Linked DNA regions of Mus musculus: region 2 is linked to region 1. A link is a contact called in public HiChIP or PLAC-seq data. All regions are on one chromosome and are shown on one strand. The core of a region is the stretch at or near the end of the contact, and the rest is flanking DNA. Distances in the headings are between cores, read along the strand shown.

Region 1 (4,424 bases), core at 822-3,321:
AGCCTGGGTTAACAGTCTCAATCCCCATCTCAAAATAAAATAAAAAGGCAGAAAACCCTCTGGGCTCATGGCCCCATTCTCTTTGCAGAATGACCCATTCGCAAACTGGCCAGCCTCAGAGAGTCAGGCAGTACCTGGGACCCCCTGCAGGAGACTTTGGTTTGTAGACTTGGCTTGGTTTATATATTTATCAAACCCAGGGTTGCCAGCTGCTTCCTGCCGCTGTTTATTAATAACTATGCCCAACACCCGCTCCTGGGGGAAGCCGGGGAAACCAGTCCCAAGGCACAGGCTGACATTGGGCTCTATCTCTGGGGACCTGCCAGGTGTCTGAGACAGCCTTAAGGGATGTGGGTACTTGCTTTTCCAGCGTCTTTCCTGGATTCTAACCCCATGGAGTCTCCTTCTCTGGTCTGTGCAAGAGCTCTGGGCTCTCAGCTTCAGTGGGACAGACAATGCAAAGGACAGATCACTACATTCAGGAAGAGTTCCAACACCATCCAGGTGACAGGCAGACAGGACAGGAAAACCAGGCTCTCAGTGGCTAGGCAGGTTTAAGGCAGAGCTAGGACTAGAATCCTGTTTTGCCCAGGCCTCCTGAGACGAGGAAAATTTCCACTGGGCTCCCTGAGTGTGTAATTGTTGTTACTGTTACCAAGAATGGAAATTGCAACTGTGTATCCATTGTTCCACCTGGCCACCTGGCCTCCTGTCCGGCTTTTTTACATCGCAAAGTGATCTCACCTGCGAAATTCACAATGGAGAACTGTGTAACCCACTTTTGGTTTTGTTTGTTTGTTTGTTTGTTTGTTTGTTTAATTTTCAAGAAACTCCCCCAACCCAGAAAAAACAAACAAACAAAAAAGCCAGGGGACGGTAGCACAGGCCTTTAATCCCAGCACTTGGGAGACAGAGTCAGGGGGATCTTGTGAGTTGGAAGCCAGGATGGTCTTTCAGAACAGCCAGGGCTACACAGAGAAAAAACTGTCTTAAAAAAAAATTCAAGAAACTTGTCATAAAAGAGTTATTTTTAATGATGTGTGTGTGTGTGTGTGAGAGAGAGAGAGAGAGAGAGAGAGAGAGTACCTCATGAACTGTCTCTCCAGCATTGCCGCCCCCATTCATACTTTAAAAAATTTACATTTATATATTATGCACATGTACTAGGGAGTCCATGTGGTGATCAGAGGACAACATTTGGGTGTCAGGTCTGGCCTTTTACACATGTGGGTCTCAGGAACTGAACTCAGGTAGTGAGCTTGCAAGCTCCCTGACAGGGCAAGCCATCTGGCGGACCCTCGGATTATTTTAAGTAAGCTTATGATTTTGTGTCGAGCCACATCCATAGCTAACCTAGGCCAAATGCAACCTGAGGGGACAGGTGGACTCTCCTGGGTGGTGCTACTCTGGCAGGCAGGCCAAATCCATTCATTCTGACTTCAGGCTTGGTTTGCTAGTGTGTCTATACACTTTACTTAGCCAGGTGCCAAAAGGGTGCAGGCCAGCTTTTCACCCACCTTCTCACTCCCTCATCCTCTCTTCCTCTGGACAATGGGTGCAGCTACCCACACCCTAGGCACTGGCCTCCACCGCTGCGAAGCCAGCATTACTCCTGGAAACTTGAGGCTGCTAGGCGCGCCCTGGAGACGCCCAGTAACAGTCAAGCGAGCAGCAGAAGATCGTAGCCACAGGCAAGGTTGCTTCTGCCCAGCTAGTCGCGTGCCAGGCCGGTGTCGGGAGCGCAGAAGACACAGCCAGGAGCCTCGAGCCTGGGCACGGGTGTGTGCGGAGGGGCCACCAAACGGACGCCGCTAGGCCGGGAGGAGGTCGAGACGCTCAGACCGGTGACCACTCGTACTGACAGAAAACCTCGGGACAAGCAGCAATAGCTGCAACAGAAGCGCAAGGGGGCCGGGGGTGTCCTGCGTGGAGGCGTCCTGCTCACCAAAGTTCAGGGGGCAGAGCGCAGAAGGCGGAGCGAGCATAGGGGGCGGGGCAGCACAGGGGGCGGGGCGGAGCCGGCCAGGCCCTCCTGGCCCCGCCTCCTGGTCAGCGCTCGGGCGGCAGGCGCGTTGTTGGTTTCGGGTTGTCAGGCAGCAGCGGAGGCGGAAGAGCGATCCGAGGAGGTGACCATAGTGGAGGTGCGTCTCAGCCATGCCAGCTGTCGCGGCCTGAGGCTCTTTACCTACCGCAATCATGAAGGACAGCGGTGACTCAAAGGACCAGCAACTCATGGTGAGACCCCTTATCAAGCTCCTGCTTGGTTCCCCTCCACCAAACCTGAGACTTGACAGCCTCAAACATAGTGACCACTGAGAGCAAGAGATGGGAGTCTGGGACTGTGCAGAACAACTACCCAAGTTCTCAGTGGCCAGAAGGGATGGTGGCACTTCCTGGGGTTAGGAAGTTAGCACCCCACTTCCCCTGCCCAAGTTCAGCCTTCTTTGGGCCAAGACTCAGAGGTCAAGACCCAAGAGAGGTCTCAACTATTGCCTGAGAAGGAAGCTGGGATTCTCTAGCGAATCAGAGGGCTTAAACCCAGCCAGGTCTTGCTTTAAAGGAAGATGGAGCCACAGATAGAAAGACAAAAGCCCCCGAAATAGGGGGAGCCAGCACCAAGTCTGAGGAGCAGTTAGTTATGGGCTGTGCCTCAGGCTCTGTCCAAATCAGGACTCCAGATACTTCAGAGAAATGCTAGAAGCCACCTGGATAGTCCCAGGGTCTACTGGCCTGGGAAGAATAGCCACATGGGAAGGAGTAAGGGTAGGTAGAGACCAAAGAGAGATTCTTGACTATCCGTGGTGGAAGCTGGAGCCACAAAGAGAAGCCTTGGTGCTACTCAGGTTGTAGGATAGGTGGAGATCTCTCCTCTCTCTTTCACAGCCTTCTTCCCAGTCCCTAGCCTTAACCTATGATCTGTGGAAATGGTCCTTCTGCCCCAGCAGGCAGAGCATCACTACCGAAATGCCCGAGAACCTGTTTCTGCACAGGGAAGCTTGGATTCAGCCCTAGGAGCCAGTTCCAGACTCGGTGGCACCCTCTCTGACAGTGAGAATGGCCTCTTTGAAAGAGTTTGCTCCAAGAATATTCATTGTCATTAGGGCAGGGACAAAGACCCTCCTTTCACCAAGGAGGCGTATCCAGGGAGGAGGCTGATAAAGGCAATAGGACAGTCTGTGTGGATGAAAGGAACTGAGGGTCCTTGAGGTCCACTCAGTATCCAGGCACCTCCTTTTGCTCAGCAGAAGAAATTCTCCCCAATCCCTGACTCTGGTTTTATTTTGGAGGGAGACATATCTATCTCTAAGTGGCCAGGAAATAGAGAACAGAGAAGCCCTTGGTAACACTTCCTGGGAGTGTTAGGATGCAGCCACAAGTTGCTGGAAGGACAAAGGGGAAGATTCTCATCCTATCCTCATTTCTACACCATTCTGTCCACAACCCCCCCCCCCCTTCCCAACAGTACCTCACTCTCAGATACAGACACGTGGCTCTGGTCCCCAAGGCTCCGGATTTCAGCCCAAGGGAGTGGCAAGTGTTTAATTTGGGCATGTGACTGAAGCAGCCTGTGTAGACAGTTCATCCCCTGGGGGCTCCCCCTGAGGTATACAGACTTTTGAAAAGAGACACTCAGACTCATCCAGACACCCTGTGGACCAGCTGCCCTCTGGCTCAGGCAATGCCCTAGACCCACAATGTTCTTCAGGACCAAGGAGATGCAGATGGTTGGATGCTGGAGAACACAACCCTGTTGGGAAAGGAATTCAAAGACCTTGTCATCCCTCCCTCCATGGCTACGTATGGTCCTCTTAACCCAGGGTTCTGGTCTTCCTCCCAGGTGGCACTTAGGGTCCGGCCCATCAGCGTGGCTGAGCTGGAGGAGGGAGCTACCCTCATCGCTCACAAGATGGACGAGCAGGTACTTGGGGCTGCAACCAGGAGCTGCAGGGTGGAGGCTGGCTCACCTTGCTCTGCATACACACCTGGGCGGGCTCTCCACAGCATCACCAAGAAAGAGGCTTTCTTCTCTCAGGAAGACTTCCTAGAGCAGACCAGGAAAAGCTATGAGCTTTTGGAGCCTGGGTGAGCCCAGACCATAAGATACATTTTGATCCACATGCTGTCAACATCCCCATATGACAGCCAGCTATCCACAGAGCACATATTTAGCTGGTCTAGCAGAAACCCACCACTAGAGCAGGCAAGTTTGGCAGAGCTCTTCACTGTCTACTCTCTTGGTCTTCACATCAGCATGGTGAGAGAGGGCATCTGAGATAATAATTATTCATAACGAACCTAGAACATGCTGGAAGCTGTGCTAAAAATTAGAAAAAACACTCCAACATGAAAAGCCCCATGCTCCCTCTGTTGCTGGAGTTTACTGTGGGGAGAGAAGAAGGCATTGATCAAAGAATTAAAACAGA
Region 2 (4,424 bases), core at 649-3,148, 280 kb after region 1:
CACACTGTGTGTTGGATTGGATATTAGACTTTATGGGAAATGGTGTGGAGTTTCTCAGAAAACTAGCATAAGACTGTCACATAACTCAGCAGTCCCACAGGGGACATAGTCTGGACTGGTTGGGTTTTTATAAACCTGACACCAACTCCATACAGAAACATACAAAAAGAAAGAACATCAACTGAGAAACCGTCTGCATCAGGTCTAGGCAAGTCTGGGGGACATTTTCTTGACATAGGAAGGTCCAGTCCTCTGTGGGTGGTAACACAATATAAGAGAACATGCTGAATAAGCCATGAGCAGTAAGCCAGCAAGCAACACTCTCCCATGCTCTCAGCTTCAGTTCCTAACTCCAGGTTTCTGCCCTGCTTGGGCTCCCTCTCTGGCTTCCCTCCATGATGGAGTGTGATCTGGATCTTTAAGCCAAATAAGCCTTTTACTCTCCAAGGTTTTTTTTTGTTGGTCGATGTCTTTATCACAGTAACAGAAAGCAAACACGCAGCCTAGAGACATGAAGCGAGTATGTGGAAGAGACATCTCCCCTTGTGTTTACTATGGCAGTGTTCACAGTAGCCATGGCACAGAGTCACGTAGATACAAGTGAACAGATAGCAGATCGTGGTGCATGAATGTAATGGAGAATCATCGTGAAGGGATTGAGTTCTGCCATTTGCAGCCCACGGGAGAGACTTGAGGAACTGAAATAAATCAGATACAGGAAGATGCTGCCACACATTCCTATTGATGTGTGAAAGCTAAAAAGTTACTCTCTGTGGCTAGGGAGCCAGGGAGACAGACCTGTCTGGAAAGCGTTTCTGTGTAATCTGAGTTTGGATCCCCAGAACAGGTGGAAGAAAAGCCAGGTGAGGTGGGGGTGCCTGTAACCCCAATGACAGGGGGATCCTGGAGGTCACAGGCCAGATGGGCTGAATCTGTGAGCTCAGGAGCAGCGGGAGACCATGTCTGAACAAACAAGGTGGAGAGTGATAGAGAAAACGACCCAATGTCAATCTCCACATGTATGTGTGCACCTGAGAGCACGTGCACGTGTGTGCACACACACGGAGAGACATACACACAACCCTTTAGACATACATACACCACAGAGGCACTTTTTCTTCTCAAAAGAACAAAAGTAAACCTCAAAGGAGTAGAAAACAAGAGAGGTTATCAGGCTGGGAAGGGTATTAGGGAAGACAGGAGAGTGCTTGTAGCATAGAGGAGAGCTGTTGGGACACAGGGGTGTCTGTCATTTGATGGGAATGACAACTTTTAGTGTTGTATGAGAAGGATGAAAAACATGTCTGACAACTGACTATTTCAAAACACCCCATGGAGATTAAAGGCATTAAAGGCAATCACCACCACGTCCAGCCCCTGTAAGTATTCATTACTGTGTCAACTAAAGCTCACAATGGAATGGGAGATGGAGCTGCATGCTAGAAATCCCAGCACTCAGAGGGTGGAGTCCGGAGGATCACAAGTTCAGGGGCATCCTAGGCTGCATGTGCCAAACATGAAACCCAAAATACATTTTGTAAGAATTAGTTCATCCACTCACTCATCAGCTTTCATGGAGCAGCTAGGGTTGAGAAACACATTGGAAGGTTTGTTTTTGGCTTTTATTTGTTTTATTTTTAAATTGATTTTGGTTTTGGTTTTTCTGCAATACCCACAGAATCCATCAGATGTCAAAAAACCTTGCCTTTTATTTTGGGGGTAAGCAGCTGGTGAATGGATCAGCCAGGTTTCCCTAAGCCAGAGCAGACGGTCTCTGTTGCCCTCACCACTGACATGGAAGTGTCTAAAGCCCCTGCTACTTACCTGGGAGGAAAAGGAAGAGCAGAGCTGGGAACTGCCACATGGTCTTGTCTCCTCTCCTGTCCTTGGTGGCAACAGAGGACAGCACCCTGTGAGGACTTGCAACTCAGCTTGAGTTTCTTTTAGGTCTCTCTCATTCACTTCTCTCAGTAACTTCCTTGACAAAACTTCTCAATTTTGCATACAGGAAGAAAGATGATGCCAATCTTTGAGATGACCAAGTCAGGACATGTGAGGGACAGCTGGGTAAACAGGGAACTTCCTCTACTGAAAAATGCAAAGTGAGACATAAACTTGAAAGACAGATGGGAATCACGAGGAGAGATGCAGACACACAGATCGGCAGAGACAGACACAAAGGATGGGATACAGCAAACCCCTTACCTGGGAGGTAACTGAGCTGCAGGGGATCCTAGCAGAGGAGAGCAACCAAAGGCAGGTTGGCTGCAGTAACAAGGGAGCACAAGGCAGCACAGGCTAAGCCCATGGCAGTAGCCTAGGCTAAGCCCTGGTTGGCAGAGGGCATTGCTGAAGGCTCAGCCTGGGGCAGCAGGGATTTATCTAGATATGGGCCTCAGAGCAGGCCAGGGGCATCTACCACAATGGCTACTAGGGCCTCAGGCATTGGCTGAGAGAAAGAGAGAGAGAGTGTGGGCTTGAGGAGACGTCTCATGGAGCCCAAGCTGGCCTTGAACTTCTCATTTTCCTTTTTCCAACATCAAAGTCCTGGGGCTACAGGCATTCCCCAGCATGCTCGGTTTTATGAGGGGCTGAAGACTCAAATTGTGGTTTCAAGAGTGCTGGGCAAGCACTGTACCCACTGACCTGAATCCACAAACCCTGCTTCTGTTTCTATAAGACAGAGTTTTGCTGTAGAACATAAGCTTGCAAGTGTAGAAAAATATAGGTATGCTGTATCTTTGGTATCAAAATTTCATGGGAAGAAATTTATAAATGCACACACACACATACACACACATGCATACATAAGTGCACACGTGCACACACACACGGAATGCTTATGATCTCTAATCTTCATTGTCAACTTGACTGGACCTGAAGTCACCCAGGAGACTCACCTGTAGATATGACTTTGAGGGTGTGCACAGAGAAGTTTGAATTAGGAGGTACAACCAACCACATATATAAGCTCTAGGATGAGGTCTGTAAGATGCTTATTGAAGAAAAAAAAAAAAAAAAAAATCAAGAACCACACTGCCATCTACTGGCTGAAGCCATCCCAGAACACCCGGACTTTGGGGAAGGACATTTTAAAGACTTTACAGCCAGAACATAAAGGGCCATAGAGAAGGGTCTTAGCCTATCTCATTGATTATTATAAGAACAAGACTAGAAGATGTGACACCACCCAGGGAAAGAGCTGAATCTGCCCTGCTGACTGGTCCCCACCTCATCCCTGCAGGTCCATCTGTGCACCTTAGAAGGTCAGTCCCCAGGCCTGCTGGGAGCACCATATGGCTCTAGGCACACTCCCACAGCTCTGCAGTTTCCATTCTCTAGTCAGGGTTGCAGACTGTTGCCCGAGATTCTTCATGAACTGTCAGGCGCATTCTGTTTTGCTCATAGTATTTTTAAGGGCAATTGTCTGTGTAAGTTTCACTGTAGGGCTCTGTCTTTAGTTCAGATCTCATCTTTTTGTGGCTTCATTTCTCCCTGGGCTCTGGATAATGTAATTCATCTCCCATTCAAATGTGCTTGACTTGTGTTTGACAAAAAAGTGGAAGATTGTGAGTTTAACACACACCGTTGAAACAATCAGATATCCACACGCTAGAAAACTAAATGCCTAGAATGTCCTTCCTCCTGTGCCGAACAAGAAACCCCAAATAAATCATGATTCATGAGCTGAAATGTTAAATTAAACAACTACCAAACTCAGGCATGTTAGCTATCAGCCTAGCCAAAAAAGCCAAAAAGCAGTGAGCTCCAGTTCATGGAGAAAATATGTCTCAAGGGAATAAAACAGAGAGCCATGGAGCAGGGCGGCTCACACCCTCCGTAGCCTCTGTATGCTCTCTTGCTCTCTCTCTCTCTCTCTCTCTCTCTCTCTCTCTCTCTCTCTCTCTCTCACACACACACACACACACACACAGAGAAAGAGAGAGAGAGAGACAGACAGACAGACACACACACACACACACACACACACGAGAGAGGGGGGAGAGGATAGATACTCTAAAACTTTTTAAAAGTTGGAACAAATATGAGGCAACTCATAATTTCTTATAAGTGGCACCAAAATCATAACCTTTAAAAGAAAATTTGATGAATTGTGTGCCATTAAAGTTTAAAACGTTTTGACCAGGTAGATGGCTCATGGGTAAAGCGCTTGTCCTTTAACCATGAGGACCTGAGTTCAGGTCCCGAGTACTTACATAAAACCTGGGTACAGTGACATGCATCTGTAATCTCTGCACTGAGTGTGACAGGGGACTCCTGGGCATTTCTGGGCACTTGCTGGCCAGGCAGTCAAGCTCAGACAGCAAGCTCCAGATTCTGTGAGAGGATAAGTTACAAAGTAATATAGGAAAACAATCAAGGTCAGCTCTGGCCTCCACACATGCATGGGCAGGCAAGTGTGC

What was found. HiChIP or PLAC-seq counts read pairs in DNA pulled down with a chosen protein or histone mark.
Region 2: an H3K4me3 HiChIP or PLAC-seq map of bone marrow-derived macrophages shows a contact between it and region 1, with 5 times the contacts expected there. The contact joins the promoter of Cd300ld3 here to the promoter of Kif19a in region 1. A contact is called at or near these places in 1 of 39 promoter capture datasets (the C10 cell line), 1 of 484 Hi-C or Micro-C datasets (bone marrow-derived macrophages), 2 of 115 datasets of contacts at active chromatin or transcription factors (bone marrow-derived macrophages and embryonic stem cells) and 3 of 9 other capture datasets (adipose tissue, embryonic stem cells and liver).

The regions. Positions count from the first base shown.
Region 1 is chr11:114,763,318-114,767,741 of GRCm38.p6, forward strand. It overlaps Kif19a (kinesin family member 19A), which reads left to right and starts at 2,072. Exons shown (of 20, transcript NM_001102615.1): 1 at 2,072-2,235; 2 at 3,839-3,919. The coding sequence starts at 2,197.
Region 2 is chr11:115,046,432-115,050,855 of GRCm38.p6, forward strand. Cd300ld3 (CD300 molecule like family member D3) reads right to left here and starts at 1,899. Exons shown (of 4, transcript NM_199201.2): 1 at 1,825-1,899. The coding sequence starts at 1,864.